2 separate regions of the Ornithorhynchus anatinus genome follow, and region 2 is linked to region 1. Evidence: chromatin contacts called from public Hi-C data. All regions are on one chromosome and are shown on one strand. Each heading gives the region's core, a stretch centred on a gene start, on an enhancer-like site or on the middle of the called end of the contact. The rest is flanking DNA. Distances are from core to core; before and after follow the strand shown. Region 1 holds the start of RAB5A (ras-related protein Rab-5A). Region 2 holds the start of SGO1 (shugoshin 1).

Evidence for each region. A called contact is a pair of places that touch in the nucleus more often than the background predicts.
Region 2: a contact with region 1 is called in a Hi-C map of liver, with 9 times the contacts expected there. The contact joins the promoter of SGO1 here to the promoter of RAB5A in region 1. A contact is called at or near these places in 2 of 2 Hi-C or Micro-C datasets (fibroblasts and liver).

The regions. Positions count from the first base shown.
Region 1 is chr8:43,392,355-43,398,421 of mOrnAna1.pri.v4, forward strand. RAB5A (ras-related protein Rab-5A) reads left to right here and starts at 2,311. Exons shown (of 6, transcript XM_007667437.3): 1 at 2,311-2,398.
Region 2 is chr8:43,540,779-43,546,845 of mOrnAna1.pri.v4, forward strand. SGO1 (shugoshin 1) reads right to left here and starts at 3,497. Exons shown (of 12, transcript XM_016227379.3): 1 at 3,451-3,497; 2 at 183-279.

The DNA.
Region 1 (6,067 bases), core at 1,061-3,560:
CTTTACCCACCCGCCGAATGGTGGAGACTAAACTGTAGTCTGGACTCTAGATTGTAGAAGCACCGTGGTTCAGTGGAAAGAGCCCGGGCTTGGGAGTCATGGTCGTGGGTTCGAATCCCCACTCTGCCCCTTATCAGCTGTGTGACTGTGGGCAAGTCACTTCACTTCTCTGGGCCTCAGTGACCTCATCTGTAAAAATGGGGATTAACTGTGACCCTCAGGTGGGACCACCTGATTACCCTGTATCTACCCTAGGGCTTAGAACAGTGCTCTGCGCATAGAAAGCACTTAACAAATATCAACATTATTATGGGCAGGGATTGTATCTTATTATTACTGTATTTATTCAATTGGGAGGAGCAGCGTGGCTTAGCGGAAAGAGCACTGTCTTGGGAGTCACAAGTGGTGGGTTCTAATCCCTGCTCCGCCACTTGTCAGCTGTGTGACTTTGGATAAGTCACTTAACTTCTCTGTGCCTCAGTTACCTCATCTGTAAAATGGGGATTAAGACTGTGAGCTCCTCGGGGGACAACCTCATTACCTTGAATCTCCCCCAGTGCTTAGAACAGCTCGTGGCACACTGTAAACGCTTAACCAATACCATTATTATGAGAGGCAGCGTGGCTCTGTGGAAAGAGCACGGGCTTGGGAGTCCGAGGTCATGGGTTCTAAATCCCGACTCTGCCGCTTGTCAGTTGTGTGACTTTGGGCAAGTCACTTCACTTCTCTGTGCTTGTCACCCCCTCTGTAAAATGGGGATGAAGACTGTGAGCCCCACGTGGGACAACCTGATCACCTCGTGTCCCCCTCAGCGCTTAGAACAGTGTTTTGCACATAGTAAGTGCTTAACAAATACCATTATTATTACTATTATTATTACCCAAGTGCTGTGGGAGTCTTACTACTGTGAGCCCGTTGATGGGAAGGGACTGTCTCTCTTTGTTGCCGACTTGTGCTTTCCAAGTGCTTAGTCCAGTGCTCTGCACATAGTAAGCTCTCAAAAAATATGATTGAATGAATGAATTGTACTTTCCAAGCGCTTAGTCCAGAGCTCTGTCCATAGTAAGCGCTCCATAAATACGACTGAATGAAAGAATGAATTGCACTTTGCAAGCGCTTAGTGCAGCGCTCTGCACACAGTAAGCTTCCCATATGACTGAATGAATTGTACTTTCCAAGCCCTCAGTGCAGCGCTCTGCATGGGGTAAGCACTCCACAAATACGACTGAATGATGAATGAATGAATGAATGAATGAATGAATGAATGAATGAAAGGACTGACAGACTGAATGAAGGAATGAAATGAATGACTGAATGAAATGAATGACTGAATGAAATGAATGAATGACTGAATGAAATGAATGAATGAATGAATGAAAGGACTGACAGACTGAATGAAGGAATGAAATGAATGACTGAATGAAATGAATGAATGACTGCCTGACTGAATGAATGACTGAATGAAAGAAATGAATGACTGAATGAATGGCCGAGTGACTGAATGAATGACTGACTGAATGAATGAAATGAATGACTGAATGAAATGAATGAATGACTGCCTGACTGAATGAATGACTGAATGAAATGAATGACTGAATGAATGACCGAGTGACTGAATGAATGACTGAATGAATGAAATGAATGACTGACTGACTGACTGAATAAATGAAATGACTGACTGATTGAATGAATGAATGAAATGACTGACTGAATAAAATGAATGAATGACTGCCTGACTGAATGAAAGAAATGAATGACTGACTGACTGAATGAATGAATGAATGAATGAAATGAATGACTGAACGAAATGAATGAATGACTGCCTGACTGAATGAAAGAAATGAATGACTGAATGAAATGAATGAATGAATGAATTGAATGACTGCCTGCCTGCATGAATTGAATGAATGAATTGAATGAATGAATTGAATGAATGATTGAATGACTGACTGACTGAATGAATGGAGGCCGTTGCCTCGGTAACGACAGGGGGCGGGGGGGGGCCCTCCCCGAGGGCGGTGGCGGGGTCACGTGGTCGGCGGCGGGGTCACGTGGTCGGCGGCCGAAGCCGGGCCGGGGGGTGGGGGGAGGGGCAGCGAAGGAGGGAGGCGGAAGTGAAGGCAGGGCGGCGCACGTTTCGCGCAGGGACGTGGCGGGCGGAAGTGGCGGCCGCGCGTTGGGCCTTCTGTTTGTGTTTTGGTTCAGCAGCGGCAGCAGCAGCAGCAGGAGGAGGAGGAGGAGGAGAAGGAAGTAGTGGATCCCCCGGCCCGGGCACCGGCGGACGAGGAGGAGACTACGGAAGCCGGCGGGGGCCCGGCCAGTTTTCGCGGAGCGGCCCGAGGACCGGCCGCCGTCCCTTCGCCCTCCGGACGCCGCCGCCGCCGCGCAGCCTTCCCAGGTAGCCTCCCCATCCCTTCCTCCCGCCGCCCACCCGCTCCCCCGCCAGGTTGGTGGGGTTGTATTATTTTCCTCAGGCCTCACGGGCCGGAGCCCAGCCGGTGGGGGGTGGTGGGGGGGGGGTGTCACCCTCCTGCCGGCTCAAGATGGCGGCGTGGGAAGGGCTGGAGGAGCAAGGACCGGCCGGGGGGGGGGGGAGGGGGGAGAGCGGCTCATTTCCCAGACGCCTTCACGGCCTGAGCAAGAGTGAAGGCGGTCGAAGGGACTGGACCTGGGCAGGGCCGCAATGGCGAGGGCCTCGTCCCCTCTCCCCTCATCCCGTCGCCTTGACGGAGCTCTCACCCTGCGCACAGCGCCTGGACCGGACGCCTCGTCCGCATTCATTCCTTCAATCCTAACTATTGAGCGCTTACTACGCGCGGAGCCCTGGACTGAGCGCTCGGAATGACCAGGTCGGCAACAGACCCAGTCCCTGCCCTTTGACGGGCGCACAGTCTAATCGGGGGAGACGGACAGACGAGAACAGTAGCAAGAAAGAGAGTCGAGGGGAAGAACATCTCGGAAAAACAAAGGCAACTAAGTAGAATCAAGGCGGGGGACGTTTCATTAACAAATAGGGTAATGACAATGTAGACAGTTGAGCAGACGAGTAAGGTGCTGAGGGGGAGGAGCGGGGGGAAAGGGGGGGAAAAGAGGGTTAAGCTGCGGAGAGGTGAAGGGGGGACGGTAGAGGGAGAAGGGGAGCTCAGTCTGGGAAGGCCTCTTGGAGGAGGTGAGTTTTAAGTAGGGTCCGCAGACACCGTCCCGGCCCCACAACGGGCCCCCCGGTCTGAAAGGGGGAAGACAGACCACAAAACAGGACAACGCCGGCCGGAGGGATTCGAAAGCCATCCCTACCATCCCTCATTCGTTCAGTAGTATTTATCGAGCGCTTACTCTGGGCAGAGCGATGGACTGAGCGCTTGGAGTGGACGGTTCGGCAGCAGAGACGGTCCTGGCCCCGCAACGGGCTCCCAGTCCGAAAGGGGAGAGGCAGATAACAAAACAAAGCAGGTCAAAAGGGATTCGAAAGCCATCCCTATCATCATTCATTCAGTAGTATTTATTGAGCGCTTACTCTGGGCAGAGTGCTGGACTGATTATTTAGAGTGGACAGTTCGGTTACAGATATGCACGGGGGGACATAAAGCCTTCCTTTTACTCGACTCCACAAAGGAGGTGAATGCCCCCAAAAGAGCCCATCTGCCATCACGTCATTTATTCATTCATTCAATAGTATTTCTTGAGCGCTTACTCTGGGCAGAGCACTGTACTGAGCACTTGGAGTGGACAGTTTGGCTACAGATATGCACTGGGGGCATAGAGCCTCCCTTTTATTTGACTCCCCAAGGGAGGTGAATGCCCCCAAAACAGTCCATCTGCCATCACATCATTTATTCATTCAGTAGTATTTATTGAGCGCTTACTCTGGGCAGAGCGCTGTACTGAGCACTTAGAGTGGACGGTTCGGCAGCAGAGACCGCCCCTGCCCCACAACGGGCTCCCAGTCCGAAAGGGGAGAGGCAGACAACAAAACAACACCGGCCGGAGGGATTTGAAAGCCATCCCTACCATCGTTCATTCATTCAGTAGTATTTATTGAACGCTTACTCTGGGCAGAGCGCTGTACTGAGCGCTTGGAATGGACAATTCGGCTACAGATATGCATCAGGGGACATAGAGTCTCCTTTTAACTTGACTCCACAAGGGAGATGAATGCCCCCCATACAGCCCATCTGCCATCACATCATTTATTCATTCAGTAGTATTTATTGAGCGCTTACTCTGCAGAGCACTGTCCTGAGTGCTAGGAGCGGACAGTTCGGCAGCCGAGAGAGACCGTCCCTGCCCCACAATGGGCTCCCAGTCTAAAAGGAGGGAGACAGCAAAACAAAACAATGCTGGCTGGAGAGATTCGAAAGTCATCCCTACCATCGTTCATTTATTCATTCAATAGTATTTGAGCACTTTGTGCAGAGCACCATACTGAGCGCTTGGAGTGTACAGTTCGGCAACAGAGAGACACTGTCCCTACCCCACAAAGGGCTCCCAGTCTAAAAGGGAATCAGACAACAGAACAAAACAGGACAAAACAAAACATCGCTGGCCGGAGGGATTCGAAAGCCATCCGTACCATTGTTCATTCGGTAGTATTTATTGAGCGCTTACTCTGTGCAGAGCACTGCATTGAGCGCTTGGAGTGGACACTGCGGCTACAGATATTCAGTGGAGTGCATAGATAGAGCCTCCCTTTTACTTGACTCCACAAGGGAGGTGAATGCCCCCAAAACAGCCCATCTGCCATCACGTCATTGATTCAATAGTACTTATTGAGCGCTTACTATGTACAGAGCACTGTCCTAAGCGCTTGGAATGTACAATTCGGCAACAGATAGAGACAATCCCTGCCCCACAATGGGCTCACAGTCTAAACCGGGGAGACGGCAAAACAAAACAGGACAGAATAGAACAATGCTGGCTGGAGGGATTCGAAAGCCATCCCTACCATCATTCATTCATTCAGTAGTATTTATTGAGCGTTTATGTGCAGAGCACTGTACTAAGTGCTTGGAGTGTACAGTTTGGCAGCAGATATGTAGCGGGGTGCATAGATTCATTCTCTCTTTTACTTGACTTCACAAGGAAGGGGAATGCCCCCCAAACAGCCCATCTGCCATCACATCAGCAAGATCAAGTCCTGTGTGGGGCAGACAAGCATCTAAAACTGTCCACTGCCCCCCTTTAAAAGCCACGCCGGGATAAACTTCGATTAAAAGACAGCCAGCCCGAAGCACGTGGAGCACCCCGGAATGCCAATTCCTGATTTTAAATTCAATCGCATTCATCGAGCGCTTACTATGTGCAGAGCACTGGACTAAGCGCTTGGAATGTGCAATTCGGCAACAGAGAGAGACCATCCCTGCTCCACAACAGGCTCACAGTGTAAACGGGGAAGACAGACTACAAAACAAAACAAGTAAATCTGCACCAGTTCTTCATTCAGTCATATTTATGGAGTGCTTACTATGTGCAGAGCACTGTACTAAACTCTTGGAATGTACAGTACAGCAGGAGATAGACGTGATTCCAGCCCAACAGTGGGCTCACGGTCTAAACGGGGGAGACAGCAAAACAAAACAAGTATATCTTCATTCATTCCATCATTTTTATTGAGCGCTTATTGTGTGCAGAGCACTGTACTAAGCTCTTGGAATGTACAATTCGGCAACAGATAGAGACGATCCCTGCCCCACAACGGGCTCACCGTCCAACTTGGCGTGTGATGCAAAACGTTGGGCCAAGTGAACAAATGCGTTTTTGTTTTTTTAAACGGAGTAACTCGGCTCCTCCCTTTCAGTTGTGCCTCTCTAATGGGGCAGTTCCCGAAATGAAAGTGGTCTCTTGCAAACTCTCAACGCCGGGGTTATTTCAGCTTGTACTTGAAAAGTCTTTGGGGTTTTTTTCGCTTTAGCGAAGTTTGTTTTTTAAACACCTTCGTTGCGTTCATGTGACCGCATCACTTGGAGATCACAAAGTGGAATTGTTCTAAAACTTAGAGTGTACTTAAAATAGCATGTTTTAGTAGAATTGTGATTGAGCCAGTCTCCTATCGTTTGTACACTCAAAATCA
Region 2 (6,067 bases), core at 2,247-4,746, 150 kb after region 1:
ATTCATTCACTCAATAGTATTATTGAGCGTTTACTGTGTGCAGAGCACTGTTCTAAGCACTTGGGAGAATACAATACAACAATAAGCAGACACATTCCCTGCCTAAAACAAGCTTACGGTCTTAGGGAATTACCAGGGGAACAGCCCACGACCTTCCAGAGAGAATTTAGGTCAGCCTGTACCTATACTTCCATATGAGGAGCACCCCAATCTGTGGTGACGATTGGATTATTCGATAAATCAGATTTCCAGGCTTGTTTTTCTGTCAGCAATGCCAAACTATTAAAAAAAAAAAACAAAAACCCTTTCACCATTCAACAGCACTTTGTGGCGCTTTCACATTTAATTTTCTTCTCTTCAGTCCCATAGTATTTAGTAATAATAATAATAATGTTGGTATTTGTTAAGCGCTTACTATGTGCAGAGCACTGTTCTAAGCGCTGGGGTAGATACAGGGTAATCAGGTTGTCCCATGTGAGGCTCACAGTTAATCCCCATTTTACAGATGAGGTAACTGAGGCACAGAGAAGTTAAGTGACTTGCCCGCAGTCAGCTAAGTGGCAGAGCCGGGAGTCGAACCCATGACCTCTGACTCCGAAGCCCAGGCTCTTTCCACTGAGCCACTGTTCTGCACAAACTGCCCCAGAATGCAAAATTTCTTTACCTTTTCCACCATAAACATGTTCATTCTGACCCCAACAGTTTTCTACCCAACTCCAATTCCCGATCCTTTCTTCAAGCATTCCCCTGGCTGCAGCAGTCACCCCACATCATGTGAAAATAGGCTCTTCAAATTTGGTACTGTAAGGGTACTTAAATATCAACCTTGTCAAGTACGGTAACAGTATTTACAAAATAACAGGTTACGCCTCCCAGTTCATCACAGGGCTGTCGAGGATTCTAAAACCAGAACGAAATCGTCCAGTAAGGCTACGCGCGATGATGTGCCCATATTAACGCTGCTAAACATAATTAAGTTTCGTTCACAAATCCTTTAAAACACTAACGGATTTAATAATCGTAATAATTATGGTGTTTGTTAAGCACTTATGTGCTGAGCACTGTTCTAAGCGCCGGGGTAGATACAGGGTAATCAGATTGTCCCACGTGGGGCTCACATTTTTTATTTTATTTTTTTTTAGAAAGGTACCCTTGGCAGGTGGTTATTAGAGCTGGAAAATCCTGTCCACAGTGTGAATTTCCAGTTGATGACCTAATATTAAAAACACGACCGCTCCCATTAAGAGTTGCTTTTCACTTTCAAGTGTGATGTCAACAGTTTTCTTTCCTACATTAGACTTCCTACTGTAAACCAGACTCCGGACAGATTTGTTTATAGCGGGTGCCTGATGACATTGGTGTTTGTGAAACGCTTACTATGTGCAGAGCACTGTTCTAAGCGTGGTGTAGGTTCGGGGAGGGGGGGGCAATTAGCTGCAGGACGGGGTGGACCGAGCAGAAGTTCTGCCTCCCCAAACCAATGTCACGGCCACGACCTGTTCATCCCAAGCGCTTAGTACAGTGCTCTGCACATAGTAAGCGCTCAATAAGTACTATTGAATGAATGAATGCCATCTCCCTGCATTCGGGGGGGGCGACCGTCGTGCAGGGTGGTGGAAGTGGAGGGTCGCCTGAGTCTGTTGGGGCGAGGTGAAAGAATGAAAGTCCTGACCTTCGGTCTCCTTCCCACCACTCCTGGGAAGAACGTTTTGCCCAGCACATTTCTCTTGCGCACGACAGTAAGGAGGAGAGACCGGTGACTCGGTAGATCCCACGGATCCCTATGGCAGTTGGTGTCCAGAGTCCTCCGACGACCCTGATAGTTACCACACTACCGTGTCCTAATGGGAAGCTGGGAATCGGGGTGGGGGGGCGGGGGTATATTCCTGTGGGACCTTGGGCATGTTAACCTCTTAGGGTCTCAGTTTCCTCATCTGTAAAATGGGGATAAGCCATCCCCTTCTCCCTCCCTGTTTTGAGTCTCGCGTGGGGCGGGAGGTTGTGTCTGATCTTATTCGGGTGGCATACAGAGAAGCTGCGTGACTCAGTGGAAGGAGCGCGGGCTGGGAGTCGGAGGTCATGGGTTCAAATCGCGGCTCCGCCACCTGTCAGCTGGGGGACTTTGGGCCAGACACTTCACTTCTCGGCGCCTCAGTTCCCTCATCTGTAAAATGGGGATGAAGACTGCGTGCCGCACGCGAGCATCCTCTCCAGCGCTTAGATCGGTGCTCAGCACATAGATCCCCACATTATTATTCTCGGTGCGACAACTTGATGACCCTGTATCCCTTCCAGCGCTCAGAACAGTGCTCGGCACATAGTAAGCTCTTACCAAATCCCGACATTATTATTTTCGGTGCCTCAGTGACCTCATCTGTAAAATAGGGCTGAAGACTGTGAGTCTCAGGCGGGACAACCCGAAGACCCTGTGCCTACCCCAGCGCTTAGGACAGTGCTTGGCACATAGTAAGCGCTTAACAAACAGCGACATTATTATTCTCGGGGCCTCAGTGATCTCATCTGGAAAGTGGGGATGAAGACTGGGAAACTCAAGTGGGACAACCCGATGACCCTGTGCCTACCCCCAGCGCTTAGGACAGTGCTTGGCACATAGTAAGCGCTTAACAAATAGCGACATTATTATTCTCGGGGCCTCAGTGATCTCATCTGGAAAGTGGGGATGAAGACTGGGAAACTCAAGTGGGACAACCCGATGACCCTGTGCCTACCCCCAGCGCTTAGGACAGTGCTTGGCACATAGTAAGCGCTCAACAGATCCCCACATTATTATTCTCGGGGCCTCAGCGACATCATCTGGAAAGTGGGGATGAAGACTATGAGCCGCAGGTGGGACAACCTGTTGACCCTGTGTCTCCCCCAGTGCTTAGAACAGTGCTTGGCACATAGTAAGCGCTCAACAGATCCCCACATTACTATTCTTGGGGCCTCAGTGACCTCATCTGGAAAAGGGGGATGAAGACTGGGAGCCCCAGGTGGGACAAACCGGTGAACCTGTGCCTACCCCCAGCGCTTAGGACAGTGCTTGGCACATAGTAAGCGCTCAACACATCCCCACATTATTATTCTCGGGGCCTCAGTGACCTCATCTGGAAAATGGGGATGAAGACTGGGAGCCCCAGGTGGGACAACCCGATGACCCTGGGCCTACCCCCAGCGCTTAGGACAGTGCTTGGCACATAGTAAGCACTTAAATAGCGACCATATTATTCTCGGTGCCTCACTGATCTCATCTGGAAAATGGGGATGAAGACTGGGAGCCCCAAGTGGGACAACCCGATGACCCTGGGCCTACCCCCAGCGTTTAGGACAGTGCTTGGCACAGAGTAAGCGCTTAACAGATCCCGGCATTATTCTGGGGGCCTCAGTGACCTCATCTGGAAAAGGGGGATGAAGATCCCAGCGGTTAGAATCACCCGCGGCCACACCAACCTGGAGGGGACGGGACGAGCCGAGCCGAGCCGGGCCGAGCCGAGCCCGAGCCCGAGCCCGAGGCCGAGCCCGAGGCCGAGCCCGAGCCCGAGCCCGAGGCCGAGCCGAGCCGAGCCGAGCCGAGCCCGAGCCGCGCCGAGCCGAGCCGGACCGAAGGGGCTTCGGTTGCTCGCGTCCCCGGCTCTTTCCTATTCGAAATTCCCCGCCCGCTTCTCCCATTGGTGGAGCCCGGCCGCTCACGTGACGGGGGGAGAGGGCGGGGCCTCCACCCCCCCGGCACGTGATAGGGGAGAGGGCAGGGCCTTCCCCCCCCCCCCCGGCACGTGACAGGGGTGAGTGCGGCGTGGGCGGCGGGAGCGGGGCATCCGGGTCTTCGCGTTCGCTTGCTCGGGTGGCGGCGCGCGCAGGAGGCGGCTGGGGCGTGGGAGGGGAGGGGGGCGGGGGGACCGCGCTGCGAAGGCTCCCTAAGGGCTGGGCTCTCGAGGGCGCCACCTGGCGGGAGACGGGGAAATAGTCCCCATCCCCCTTTTCCAGATGAGGTGACTGAGGCCCAGAGAAGGGAAAGGACTTGGCCACAGTCACCCAGCTGACAAGTGGGATTCGAACCCATGACCCCAGCCCGGGCTCTTTCCACTGAGCCACGCTGCCTAGCTCCGCACCCCATAATGAATTGAATGATGACCGACTGAGACTGGGAGCCTCACGTGGGACAACCCGCTGACCCTGTATAATAATAATAATAATGTTGGTATTTGTTAAGCGCTTACTATGTGCAGAGCACTGTTCTAAGCGCTGGGGTAGACACAGGGGACTCAGGTTGTTCCACGTGGGGCTCACAGTCTTAATCCCCATTTTACAGATGAGGTCACTGAGGCCCAGAGAAGTGAAGTGGCTTGCCCACAGTCAGCTGACAAGTGGAAGAGCCGGGACTCGAACCCATGACCTCTGACTCTGAAGCCCAGGCTCTTTCCACTGAGCCACGCTGCTTCCCCCCTGTATCTGCCCCAGTGCTTAGAACAGGGCTCTGCACATAATAATAATAATAATGATGATGGTATTTGTTAAGCGCTTACTATGTGCAAAGCACAGTTCTAAGCTCTGGGGGGGGATACAAGGCGAGCAGGTTGTCCCACGTGGGGCTCACAGTCTTAATCCCCATTTTACAGATGAGGGAACTGAGGCACATAGTAAGCGCTTAACAAATACCAACATTATTATTATTATTATTATTATTACTAAGCTCTGGGAACGTACAGTTCGGCAACAGAGTAGGCCATCCCGGCCCAACCCCGGGCTCACAGTCTAAAAGCGGGGAGACGGACAACACAACAAAATAAGTGGGCCTCAGTACAAGAGGAGCGGCTTAATGGAAAGAGCCCGGGCTTGGGAGTCAGAGGTCGTGGGTTCTAATCCCGGCTCCGCCACTTGTCAGCTGGGTAACTTTGAGCAAGTCACTCTTCACTTCTCTGGCCCTCTGTGACTTCATCTGGAAAATGGGGATGAAGACTGTGAGCCCCACGTGGGACAACCTCATTACCTCGTGGGAAGCAGCGTGGCTCGGTGGAAAAGAGCCTGGGCTTCGGAGTCAGAGGTCATGGGTTCGACTCCCGGCTCTGCCACTTGTCAGCTGGGTGACTGTGGGCGAGTCACTTCACTTCTCTGTGCCTCAGTTACCTCATCTGTAAAATGGGGATTAACTGTGAGCCCCACGTGGGACAACCTGATTCCCCTATGTCTACCCCAGCGCTTAGAACAGTGCTCTGCACATAGTAAGCGCTTAACAAATACCAACATTATTATTATTACTCGTATCTACCCCAGTGCTTAGAACAGTGCTTGGCGCATAGCGCTTAACAAATACTATCAGCATCATCATTATTATTACTACCATCAAGATAAATAAAATCACAGATCGTAGGGCTTGAACCTTTAATCCCCATTTTACAGGGGAGGGAACTGAGGCCTAGAGAGTCAAAGGGCAGAGACTGTCTCTATCTGTTACTGATTTGTCCATTCTAAGCACTTAGTACAGTGCTCTGCACATAGTAAGCGCTCAATAGATACTATTGAATGAATTGAAAGCGACACGACTTGCCCAAGAGACAAGTGGTGAAGCCAGCATCTCGTCTTTTTCTTTTTCCCTCCCCTCGCCCCAGCCGGAGCCTCGGGGGCAAGACTTCCCCATATGGAATGATAGAGCACCCTACTGCTGAGGGACAGGATGGCCTAGTGGAAAGAGCACGGGGCTTGAGAGTTTCCCAACCCCCTTTGCCACGTGTCCACTTGCCCCCTGGGGCAAGTCACTTAACTGCTCCGTGCCTCAGTTCCCTCTTCAGTCCCTCTAGAGGACCGTAATTAATCAAAACTACAAGTATTAAGCGTCCGCACGTTCTTCAAATGCCCGATCGTAGGATTTTCTTTCACAGAGAATTATAAGCGTGGCTCAGTGGAAAGAGCACGGGCTTGGGAGTCAGAAGTCATGGGTTCGAATCCCAGATCTGCCAGTTGTCAGCTGTGTGACTGAGGGCAAGTCACTTCACTTCTCTGGGCCTCAGTTCCCTCATCTGGAAAATGGGGGGTTAAGACTGTGAGCCTCACGTGGGACAACCTGATGACC